2 separate regions of the Gossypium hirsutum genome follow, and region 1 is linked to region 2. Evidence: chromatin contacts called from public Hi-C data. All regions are on one chromosome and are shown on one strand. The core of a region is the stretch at or near the end of the contact, and the rest is flanking DNA. Distances in the headings are between cores, read along the strand shown.

The links. Hi-C and Micro-C count contacts between places; a contact is called where the count stands out from the background.
Region 1: a Hi-C map of leaf shows a contact between it and region 2, with 4 times the contacts expected there. The contact joins the enhancer-like site here to the promoter of LOC107936636 in region 2. A contact is called at or near these places in 16 of 34 Hi-C or Micro-C datasets (anther, callus, fibers and 3 more).

What each region holds. Positions count from the first base shown.
Region 1 is chrA04:59,379,379-59,385,536 of Gossypium_hirsutum_v2.1, forward strand. It overlaps LOC107936639 (a long non-coding RNA gene), which reads left to right. Exons shown (of 5, transcript XR_005925633.1): 2 at 1-20; 3 at 662-1,986; 4 at 2,240-4,327; 5 at 5,244-5,596. Among protein-coding and RNA genes, the nearest start is that of LOC107936639, 5.0 kb to the left of the region's middle. Within about 2 kb of position 3,948, at least 7 of the 9 cell types and tissues checked have an H3K27ac peak or open chromatin away from gene starts, as enhancers often do. A contact at or near this core is called in fibers, hypocotyl and leaf, where this site is marked.
Region 2 is chrA04:59,109,366-59,116,275 of Gossypium_hirsutum_v2.1, forward strand. LOC107936636 (polyadenylation and cleavage factor homolog 4) reads right to left here and starts at 4,821. Exons shown (of 10, transcript XR_005925659.1): 1 at 3,955-4,821; 2 at 2,553-2,654; 3 at 1,879-2,136; 4 at 1,437-1,559; 5 at 901-1,260; 6 at 1-717.

The sequences.
Region 1 (6,158 bases), core at 2,698-5,197, 270 kb after region 2:
ATCCCTCCATTGATGTTCTAGTAAGTTGTTCGAAATCTTGTAATCTTTCAGTTCCTAGAAATAAAACTAGATTGTTGTGCAATGATTATGAGTTGGGCAAATCTCATAAGCTTTTCTTTTTCTTCTTCCAATATAGTGTATACTAAGCCTCTTGAGTTGATTGTTGTTGATCTTTGGAGGCTTGCAACCTGTTTCTTAGATGGCAAACAATATTATATTTCATTTGTTGATGCTTTTGCTCGCCATACATGGATTTATTTTTTAAACAAAAAATCTGATGCTTTATCTGTATTTATTATGTTTAATAAACAAGTTGAGTTGCAATTGGGTATAAAATTAAACATGTCCAAACTGGTGGTGGGGGTGAATTTTAGAGTTTATGCCTTATTTTCAGAATTTTAAAATCCGACATAGACTTTCCTACCCACATACTTCTGAACAGAATGGTCTGGTGGAACATCACCATCACCAGATTGTTGAAACAGGCTTGATGCTTTTGGCTCAGGCCTCACTTCTATTGTTATATTGGAGTGATGTTTTTTGCTACAGTAGTGTACCTTATAAATTGCTTACCTAATAAATCTTTGGGGGGACTCTCTCCTACTATGAAATTGTTTTGTAAGCAACGAAATCTTTAATTTCTTAAAGTATTTGATTGCAGGTGTTATCCTCTTCTTCAGCCCTACAACCGTCACAAACTATAGTATAGTTCAGCCGATTGTGTTTTTTTGGGTTACGCTGACAATTCAGAGGGTATAAATGTGCTAATCATCATGACAGAGTCTACATTACACAACATGTGAAATTTGATGATCAAATATTTCCTTTTGCTCAATCACTGTCTGGTTCTTTTGAAATGGCTTCTACTTCTGGTTTTCAGTTGTTACTAACAACTTTGCCTTTATTTGTGCAGTCACCTTGTGTTATAGTTGAGACCTCACCCTCTGTTGGGACTTCTGATGTTGTAGGTGGCTCTCTGTCTTCCAGTGGTGGTTTACAATTTATGGACTTTAATGTTGCAGAACATTCTCAAGATAAGCATGCTCCTCAAATGCTAGAAGTCACTGTTGTTCATGAAGTTCCTTTACCTTTAATGTGCATCCTATGATTACTAAGAGTAAGGTAGGAGTGTTTAAGCCCAAGACTTATGTTGTTGAATTGAGTGTGACTGAGCCTAAGAGTATCCATGAAGCCATGACAATTCCTTCGTGGCAGAAAGCTGTTGATGAGGAACTTCAGGCCTTAATCAAGAATGACACATGTGATTTGGTACCTGCTCCAGCTCATCATAATTTGGTGGGATGTAAATGGTTATTTAAAATAAAAAGGAATCATAATGACAGTGTACCCAGGAATAAAGCTCAATTGGTGGCACGGGGTTTTTCTCAAACTAGTGGTTTAGATTACTATGAAAGCTTCAGTCTTGTTGTCAAGGAAAATACAATTCGAATGGTGCTTGCTATGGTAATCATAGTAGTGTAAGATCCGAAAAATAGATGTAAATAATTCTTTTTAGAATGGCAAGTTACTTCAAGAGGTATATATGTGACAACCTCCTAAGCTTAAGGTTTGTGATTTAAAGGGTAATCAGTTAGTGTGTGAGCTAAAAAAGTCACTGTATGGGCTTAAGCAGGCACCACGTGCTTGTTTTGATACACTGAGAAGTTTTTTGACTAGTACATTGTATTTTCAGAGTTCTAGAGCTTATTCTTCTTTATTTTTAAGAGGACCTCTTTCGGTTGAGTGTTTCTACTACTCTATGTAAATGATATACTTGTCACAGGTGCTTTTGAGGTAGATATAAATGATGTGATTCAAACTCTTCATCAGCAGTTTTCTCTTAAAGACCTTGGTGATCTTCATTATTTTCTTGAGCTTGAAGTTACCAGAGGTGCGAATAATATGCATGTCTCGCAGCAGAAGTATGCTCGTGAGTTACTAGAATGAGCCAGTATGAGTAATGTTAAATCAGTTCCTACCCCGATGGTGAGTGTTCCTACATTTTCCTCACTTTCTAGAACAAAGTTGCCAGATTGCACTTTGTATCATCAGGTTGTAGGTGGTCTATAGTATTTGTGCTTGACATGACCTGATATTTCTTTTATTGTTAACAAGGTCAGCTAGTATATGCACTCTCCTTATGATGTTCACTAGTGTGTAGTGAAATGAATTCTGTAATATGTTAGAGGAACTCTTGATTTTGGGTTGAATTTTTAACCATCTACAGTTACTTTGACAGGGTTCTCAGATACAGATTGGGCCAACTCATTAGAGGATAGAAAATCCATGTCTAGATATTGTGTGTATCTTGGAGCTAATCTTATTGGTTGGTCATCCAAAAAGCATAATGTAATATCTCATTCCACAACTGAGGTAGAATATCAAAGTCTAGAAGATGCTACTTCTGAGCTTGCGTGGTTTCAGTCTTTGCTTGCAGAGATTAGGGTTGTCTTTACTGGAGTGCCAACAATTTGATGTGATAATGTGAGTGTTGGATCTCTCACAGCAAACCATGTTCTTCATGTTTGAGCCAAACATATTGAAATAGACTTGCACTTTGTTTGTGACAAAGTTCTGCAGACATTCTTACTAAACCATTAACCGTTAAGAGTTTTCAACGCTTTTGAGATCAACTTACTGATGTAGCTCTTACTGATTTTTCAAAAGAAAGTAGGGAGGATATCAACTAACAATTTTTAGTTAGGTAGTTCAACACAATTAGCAGTTTCTGAGTTTCTTTTAATTTGTTACGTTAGTTACTAAGCTACTATCTGTTGTATATAAAGCTACTGATGACTTGAGATATACAAGCAATTATGATTGATTTTTTGATATGTACTCTTGTTAATTTCTAATATACCCATGTTTTGCGTGACTCCAATTGTGCAAAATGCCTTTTAGAAACTAATCATACCATTGACGACTTTGAGGACTTTTTCAGTTTTCCTTGAAATCAGTGGGTAATATGGAACCTCAAAAAAGTTGGAGGTATTGAGGTTGCGAGGGTCAAATGGTTTACTTTGTTTCTTATTGTCTTTTGGATGGTTTGGAAAAATTGGAATGATTATGTTTCCAATGAAGCTCATAGTAACCAAAGGCATACTCTAGTGGCGCGAATGGCTTGGGCTCGCAAACATTATGTTCACAAAAAGTAATTAGAGTATTATGGTTTGAGGATATACTCATGCTTCTTGGTAATCTTCATAGGAAGGTTGGATCAAACTTAATACAAATGTATTAATGGATATTGATATAGGCTCTTTTGTGATTGGCGGTATCTTGAGGGATTCGAATGCTTACTGGATTAGTAGTTTTTCTAAAGGGTTGAGGATTACTACCATCTTCCAAGTGGAAGCTCATGCTTTTTTTATGGGTTGTTAGTACTTGAGGAAGTGATTTTGTAAGGTAGAAGTTTAATGCTCTCTTGATCAGTCTTGTGTGTAGCAAGTATGCATCCTATCATGTTTTAGCTGATGCGTGACAAATCCAAAAACTCTGCGTTATTTAGATAGGATTAAGAGTAATAGTCGTTGATGATAAGTATTTAGAGAATGATCCCATTACTATTTGTTATAATATGTATAATTGTGTGTACGAAATTCGAGCAACACCAATTCAATTAAGGTTTATATAAATATAGATATGAATACAAATATCTATTTTTGTTAAAAAAACAATACAAATATTAAATTTTGTTACAGTTCCACTTGATTGATGATTTCAATATTATGCTTTTATTCATTATAAAAGTTAAAATAAAATAAATTCATAATTCATAAAAAATAGAAAATAGAAAATGAAACCCATGAGGATTAGCTCAAGCTCAACGAAAGTGGGTTGAATCTCGGAGTTCAAATCTCTAAGAGGGATCGTATCATTTATTACTCCAGCCTCTTTAGTTGGCTGAAATAGCAATGCATTACAACATAATTCAGTGGGCCCATCACCAAACCATTGTTTGGTTGGTTGTAATAAGCTATTTCAGCCAAATTCCATTATGGGTTTATTCAACTGAAAATGCATCACACCATTCAGTATTCAGGACATGGGTTGTATAACAAATTAGCCAAGGTTTTCATTTTACCCTCACTATTCTCCTTTCTTTCCCACTTCTTAAATCCTTGATTTTTTTTCCGTGTTTCTTCCCCAGCTTAATCTCTTCTACACTTAATTTAAACATTTTTTTAATCACATTTCCTTCTAACCCTATCTGCATCACACACCAAAACTCTTTTTCTCTTCAAATTGGAAATTCTTGATAGCTTAATCCACTGAAAAAAAAAAAGGTGAAGCATTTTTTGAGTCGTCTCGCAGGATCCAAGATCCGGTAAGTTTTAATTTGGATCCAAATTTCAAATCCCCTAGATCTGTACATGTTCTTATAATGGGTTTTGGTTTATAGATCTAATCTCCCAATTCTTAGTTTATTTGATACTCTTTTATCAAATTGTAAACCTTTTGCATTAATATGAATCTTTTATTTTTCAGTAGTTTCTGTTGAAATTGCTATTTTATGTTATTCATTGTTACTTTTTTTTATTGTGTATATGGATGTACTGCTTTTAAAGTTGATTTCAATGGAATTATTGTATAATTGCGCTTGTGGGTTCTTTTCTGGATTTTTACTATTTCAATGTACCTATATTAGATAATGGCTAAAAGAATTGCATACAACTCCGTTTTCAATATTTCATTTCTATTATCTTCTAATGTAACATGTTTCATCTTTGTTTCTCTTGATTGGGTGTCAAATATTGGTCCTTTATGTTCCTAAAGATCCTGTCATTTTTGAAACAAGGGAAGAAACAGAGTTAAATAATGAACTACAACGAACGATGATGAAGATCCTTGAAGATGAGGATTGTGTATTGTGAGATAAATAATTATGCATATCAAGGTATGAATTAATTAATTGAATTCGAATAAAATTCAAGGATTTACAAGTTGGCCGATTAATGTTCAATTATAAACCATCTAATTCATCAGTAAAACAACAAAAAAAAGTATAGAAATGAAAACTAGTCCCTACTCACAATCAGTGCTACATAACAGGCTTTCTATGCTTCAACCATTACTGCCATTTCAATCCTTTTATAGCTACAATGACAAGTCCAGCATATATATCGCTCAACTCAACTGATAGATCTTTGATTGGAAATTGATTAAAAAAAATGCCTTCAATTGATTACAAGTTTGCAGTGAAGCCTTCATCTCTTAAGAAGGTACCTTCAATTTGTATGTAGGATCGAAGGCAGTGTTATGGGCCAAAACAGAAATCAGGACATTTAAGGAGCTAAGTAGAATGGTGCATTGACTCTTGTACTTAAAATTGACTTTATTTGATTCGCTCTTTCTGCTTTTTGGATCATTTGTCAACCTTATAGAAATGTTCTTGGATCTGATTAATGAGTTTCTTATTTTTTTTTTCATCAGATTTGATCACTTGGTTTAGGACTTGAACTCTCTTTAGAATTTAATTTTTTTCCCATTGTGTTGTGTTTTCAAGGTAAGATTCATTTATCATGTCGAACGGAAATGTATTAGTCATTTTGTTTTCTCATGGGACCCTATTTTAGTATTCAATTTGTTTTCCCTACACTTGTTCAACTCAATTTGATTCTCATGTTTAACACAAAATTTCAGAAATTTCTACTCTTTACCATCTCGAGAATAAATCAAATTATTTGGAATAAAATTCATGCCTAGAATAACTGTTTCTTCACCCATTGATGTTGACATTTTGGGCATGTTGCAAGCCTCTAGATTGTTTGTATAGCTCCATTTCTTCATTCTTGTGTAAGCAAATTTTTGGTAGTGTTGGTACAAAAGCAAAAAAAGAAAAAAGAAAGAAAGGGTTATTGGGTACTTTTTAATATTGCTGTTTATTGAATTCTTTTCTTCTCATGTTCATAGTCTTTTTCTAAGTACATTCTCTTTGTAAAATCTTTATTATCATTTGGGTTGAATCAGTAGATAAAGAGATACTCAAAAGCATAATTTTGTTTGAATAAATTGGTTTTTGTCATTCAATTAGAGATAGCTTTTCTCTATTATCATATACAAATATTTAACACAAATATATTCTTATATATTTGAAATATCATACATCATTTATATATTTCAATTGCATTGCTTAGAGCAGTAGACAAACTAGGACA
Region 2 (6,910 bases), core at 3,571-6,070:
AGGATTGGAATGCTCCAATGCACTTCCAAGTGTTGAGGCTGCTTCTACTTTGGAGATTTGAGACGGAAGAGGCTTCTGAGTCTGACCAGAAGGTTCAGCCTGCACAGAGTCTGGTTGTGGAGGCTGTGAAAGGTGAGAACGAAGGCTAGGATGCAAAGAAGCAGAAGTATGAGGAGAGCGTCTATGAGACCCAACATTTAACTTCACTGAAAAATTGGATGGTTTCAGATCAGCCGGAAGCAGGGAAACAGCTTGCTGATAGTCTGGATCAGTCAATTTCTGTAGCTGTTGATGGGGATGGCGTGCAGGAAAAGAAGGTGAAGGTGAATGTTGGCGCATAGGAGACTGTTCAGGAGGTGATGCAGTTCCCATGGGCTGAAAACGCTGCTTTCCTGAAGTACCTGTGGATCCTGATGCCACATTCGTCAAAATCTCGACACCTGAGGCTCCCAAACGGGATGAATTTGTTTGTGGTCGCATTCCTATACTGGTCAAGGAAGAACTTGCACCAGTAGGCAACCCACCAACAGTAGCAGAATAGCTTTCAGTACGTCTTGAACTCATAGCAGGCAAACCATCTGTACATGCAGTAGAAATCTGACGCCCAAATGAAGTTTTGTCCTGCTCAGTGGATAATGCATCAGCAGAAGTATCTCTATCAAACCTTGACCCCGCATCATGAATGCTTTGAGGTCTGTGGAGCTGACTTTCAAAATCCTGGAATATAAAATGTATCCCTGGTTATAAATATCCAGGAAAAAAAATCCTAGAGGAAAGAAATGAAAGAAAACTAGAAAAGAATAAAAAAGGTAAACAATCAAACAACCATAATGTTTCTTTCCATGTAACAGAAGTTCTGAGTAATGCATTATATCTACATTACTGTTCATGCAAGATTACCATTTTTTCTGAAACATCAGGAGTCCAACGATCTCTCCTCAAGTTATTAGAGAAGTTGGCTGCATCAAGTTCAGACAACCTAGAGTGCATCTCCCACATAAACTCCTCCTCCTCAGAGTTTTTCCAGCTGCTAGACAACCCACTGCTGTTTCTACCAGAAATGTTATGTGTTACCTGTAAACGAGGATCAGCATTCACAGATTTGGATGCTGAGTAATTTAGAGATCCAGGCTTAATGTTGAAACCATTCCTCTGGCCGGGAATAGTCTTAGTAATGCTGCTTGTAGCTCCAAACCAAGGTGCATCAAGCCCCTGATCAGTAACATTCCCCCTGGTTCTTCTAACTTCTATGCCAGGAGTCTGTAAAAGATCAGAACAATAGTCATAATCACCAACAGGACAGATGTTCTTCTCACAAACAGGCTCATTGTACATGTCTATATGAGAACACTGAATGTGCTGATAATTTTAAGATATCGGCAGAAAGTGATAAGAGAATAAATAGATTATAACATACTTTAAAACACTTCACATACATTCATTTTAACAGAATGATCTCCGTACGACAGTCCAGCTATGCTGCGTCCTCTATCTGGCCTCTCAGACTCCTCCTTTGAGTTGGCCAAAGTCCCAGCCATATCATTGACCATACCTTTTGCCTTCATCATGTAAAACCAAATCAAAAGAAAACCCCTTATAGTACAAACATTAAAAGCTGAAATGAACTTGATGAATATGAGAAGGAAGAAAAAATAAGGGTGGCGCATTGATACAGATGATCCTGTGAAGGACTAGAAAGGAATGATATAGAATGACTCTTAAAATTTTGTTTGTTAGTCTTCAAATGGTTGAGAAAAAACATTAGCAATGCTTGCTTTATAAACATGATCAGACCTCCAACCTCCACAATTGCTTCAGAAATATACTGAATAAAATCCAACGTATATCATGCCCAAAAAAGAGGATTATGGAATTTACCCTGCTTGATTGTTGAAGACGCTGCTTCTCTAGATACTTCGGGTTTACATGAATGCTTTGTGGTGGACGCTGTGACAGTGTGTCCATTCTAGATGTTGTGTTTCCTGAAGATGAACTATTTACCAAAGGAGTGAAGCCAAGTTCCTTTTCAATCACTTGGAGAGTCTGAAGAGGGAATACCCCTTTCCAGGTTCCAAAAAGATGTCGCATACTCTGATGCAAGGGAGCATCAACTTGTCTATATGCTTTGCAGAACACCTAAAAACAGCAGTCAAAATGTAAAACACCATTACACTTGCAATATGAGTATCAAACACATTATAGATAAACACATACATAACACAGAAAGAGGTTTTCAACATTTGGAAGAGTTTGCGACTCTGAGCACAAAGTAAAAATGGATATCTTCGTTAAAGGATAGAATCTTTTTCATAGCATACTCGTCAAACACATTCTAGATAAATACAGAAGTTAAACAAAAAGAAAAGAAGTTTTCAGCATCTGGAAGAGTTAGAGACTCTGAGCATAAAGTAAAAATGGATATCTTTGTTAAAGGATATAATCTTTGTCATAACATAGTCTTCTGCAATTTCTCAGACAACAAACATAAGCACATTACAAGACATCCCCCAAGAGCAACAATGTAGCCAAAGGAAAAAGAATGAAATCCTAACCTCAGGTAATCTGGCAGCAAAACATTTAATGTAGTCTCTCCCAATATTCTTTACAATACTATCTAAAAGATAGAGTGATGGCAGCTTTTGGTCACTGGGAACCTGCAAAGTCATTTTTTATCAGCTCTCAAACCTCAAAAGCAACCTTCATAATTCTTCATCAAAATACCAATCACATCCATACTACAAGCAATGCTGTAATGAAAAGAAAGACAGTGGAGGGAGGAGGGAGGATTGCAAACAGAAAATTGGGTGAACCAAAAGCTTTCATTCTCCTCATAATGAAAGAAAAAGAAAAGCAAAAAGTTTCACAAATGAAGATTTTCATCGTTAAACAAAGTTCTGGATTGCATTCCTTCTATCAGAGTTGACTGCCTTTTACCTCATCAACTTAGATGTTTAACTTCATTTCCCTAAAATCTGACCTCACCATATCTATTTATGATTTCAGCTTATCCCAGGTTTTCATGACTTTCTACCAGATTCCAACCTTAACAAATGGCTCCATCAAAGAGAAAGCATTCTTTCAGATCCAAGCAATTAACATCAGAGGCACCATTATATACTTTGTAGACTTAGAAAGCAATATTTTACGATTTGCCAATGGAAAACCAATGAGTACTGGGAGCAACAGGGTGCTCAACATAAGCATTCACAACGGCATTAGCATTTCTAGTTCTATTTACTCATATCGCCAAACAAAATGTGATTTGAGTAGAATAACAAAACATTGCTAGCAAAAGATGATGACATGTAAGTAGGAAAGCGCTATACTCACTTGAGAAGGAAAAATGAAATGAAGCGGCCATATAAGGATATTGATGTGAGAAAACCCCGACAAATGGATATAATAGCTTAATGAGATTCCTAACCCAATACAATTCATTAGATATAAGTTTCATAATATATGGACTCTCTTTATATTCCATTTCAACATACGCCTGTAATGTTTACAGTCTCTATAATTCATTGGCCAGCTGTTTACAAATTCTGGGGTGATCAGAAACATATTAGATCCATGAAAAAATAGCACAGACATCCAATGAAAGAAGACATTTGCAGGCAACATGGCCTTAGACCGGAACCGCATAGACTAGGAAGTCATATCACAACATATCATTCCTGCATTTGTCTCTTAACCAACATTATTGTACTCTCATCACCCAATTTTATACTTGAAATAACTGTGCAAAACATTTTAACAAGCCTAGATCGAGACAGACATTGATGAAAGCAAAACTAAAAGGAATCCATTAATCCCAATTTACACTTACAATCCAAATTATACTTTTTCCTCGTTTTTTCGACAGTATAGAACTTGCAATTCAATTTCCTGTACAATTCAAATTCAAAAAGAAAGAGAAAGCTTTAATGCATAAGGCACAGCTAAAACTGAGTTCACCTCAAGAATATTAGCGCAGACAGTTGCAGCAACGGCCTTGGCGGCATGAACATTCTCGCCAGCGATTATTGTCAAGTTAGTAATAATTGGTTTCGAGTTAAAAGTGAGCTCAGCTAACGCCGTCTTATACTGGCTAACTAACTCTTGCTGCTGGTGGTGTTGCTGCTGATGTGACACTGGTTGTGGCTCGTAAGCTCCACCGTCGCCACGGGTCAAATCATTGGTGTCGGAATCATTGGACCGGAATCTCAAACCAGAGGCGGGACCAACTGGGTTCGTTCGTTGAGAAAAATGCCGGATATTAGGGTTCGGAGTGAGGTCTTCAGTTAACCGTGGTTTTTTCAAACCAGGTTCTCTTGATCTATCAAATGATCTACGCGGATTCTCCATGTAAGCAAATCGAAAACCCTAAATTCCTAAATCGATAATCACTCTTATTCTCATTTACAGTCAAATTAGCATATCAATTTACCAAAAGGGGGAAAATTACAACATTACAATAGCCTAAATCGAAACTTTAAAAAATCCAAAACCCTATACAAGAAAGGGAACAAAATAAAACCCTATGGATTATCATATATAAAAAAATAAAAAAAATAAAAAAAGAGAGAGAAAAAGAAAAAGAAAAAAGAAAGAAACGATTCTAATTCTAATTCTAATTCTAATTCTAATTCTAATTCTAATTCTAATTTCTAAAGGTAAAGGAACAAAGAATATCGATCAAAAAGAAAAAATGCAGAGAAAATATTTTCAGAAAGAAGAATTTGAAAGAAGAGGGAGAGGCTGGGTGGAGATAAAGAAAGGAGGAAGGTTAAAAGAGGCTAATTGTAAATATGGAGATTGTGGATGTCCAATAATGCAAAGGTCAGTCCAGAAGGTGAGTGGGAGGGCCTAAGATTTCAAACGGGAAATGTAAAACGGAAAATATTATATTTTATAGCCTTATTTGGTCGGCTTATCTTTGGGCCCTGTAAAGGATAAATACAAATCAACCCAGACCCAACAATTATTTGTAACTAAATTATATATAAATTTTTATTTAATGTATAATTGTATATAATATGTGAAATTCTAATTATGATTCAAATGTATTTTTGAAATTTTAATTTTAATTTAATTATATATATTTAAAGAAATAAATACATCAATTTATTTTTATATTGGATCAATATAATTATTTATGTATGCAATATATAAACATAAAATGATGTTATATCAATAATTTTGTTAATACTTTACAATAATTGGATCAAATCTAAATTTCATGTATAAAATTGCACAAAATCAAAGTTCATATAAACAATTGCACATTAAACCATAGTTCATATATGATTTTGATATTTATCCCTATATTTGTTTTATATATTGTACTAAGCGTAAAAATAAATTTAATATCAATTATTAATTTATCAAAAGGAATTTAAAACTAATGCTAGAACTAATAAAGTAAAAGTATAATAAAATTCATTTCCGACCATCCACTTTGTGTAGAATTAAATTATTAAAGTACAAATAGACTAAAAATGGAATAATTCATACTATAAACTAATTCATTGATTTAAAACACACACATGATAAAAGTTCATAATAGGATACAAAAATTCACACATTTTAATTGTGCATGAAGAATCTTGAACTTATGTACTTAAGACTTAGAGCCTCATTAGCACCTTAATATGATATAAAATGTATCATTTACTAATTATAATATGATATATAAAATATTTACCTTAGCCTTACAAAATGTATTTTTTTTTAATAATTTTATTTAATAATTTTTTTAATATCTAATGACTACTTACCATATTGATATAATAGCTTGGATTTAATTTATTTCTCCATAACTTAAGTAAAAAAAATTGGATTCTAATTTAAAAAATCAAATTCTTTATTTGGATAATAAATAAAAAGTTCGGTTTGAACCGAAGCAAATCCAAGTCAAGAGTTAATTTTTGGATTTTAAAATTCATTTTAAAATTTAGAATTTTCAAAATCCAAGATTGATTAAAAAAATATGAGAACTTTGTTCTCTCTTCTTTCACATTGACATCAAAACTCAAACAAAAAAAGTATTAATTTTACTTATAATATGTCATCAAAGAAGCTCAAGGTTTTTAGAATTGGGTCGGTAGATCCACTGGTTCAATTGATCTAATTGTTTCGATTGAATAAATTATTAAAAATAAAAAATAGATAAAAATCGGTTTGACCATCAATTCGGCTGATTCACGAGTCAACCAATATGTCTCCTTATTCTGGACTTACCCCGATCGATTCCCGATCCAATTGGTCTAATCGGTCGCTTTAGTCCATTATTGAAAACAATGATGAAACTTCATGTATTTTATATAATTTCCACAAAATTAATTTATAAACCCTTGACTTTTAATTTATAATTTCCATAATTATGCCATGGGTTTGTTGGTTCAACCGATTTAATTAATTTGATTGGTTCAATCAATTTGACTGGTACGATTAATTCTACCAATCCGTCCAATTCTATTAAATAAATTATTAAAAATTCATAAAATTAAAAATATTTTAAAAATAAAAAAGTTATTCAATCGGTCTGTGTCGGTTCCCAAGTTAGTCAGTCTAATGCCTTTCTCTAGACTAGTATTGTAATACCCATTCCCCGACCCGATTGTCGAGACCAAGCTTCAGGATGCCACATTCGTTACTGGGGCAACTACAACAAATTCCAATACAATTCAATCATTCCAACATGATAATTAGTATAAAACACTTTTCCAGTATGATATGAAATCATTTTTGGGTCTTATATGAGCTTCCAAAAACTATTTTGCTAACCCAAGGTCAGTTAAGGACTTAATTGAAAAGTTTTCAAAATCTATGAGTTGACGTTGGGACATCATGGCTTTCACGTCACAACGTCTTCAATCAGTAAGTTACGTCATGACTTCAGAAGTCTCGATGTCGTGACTCCATTCACTAT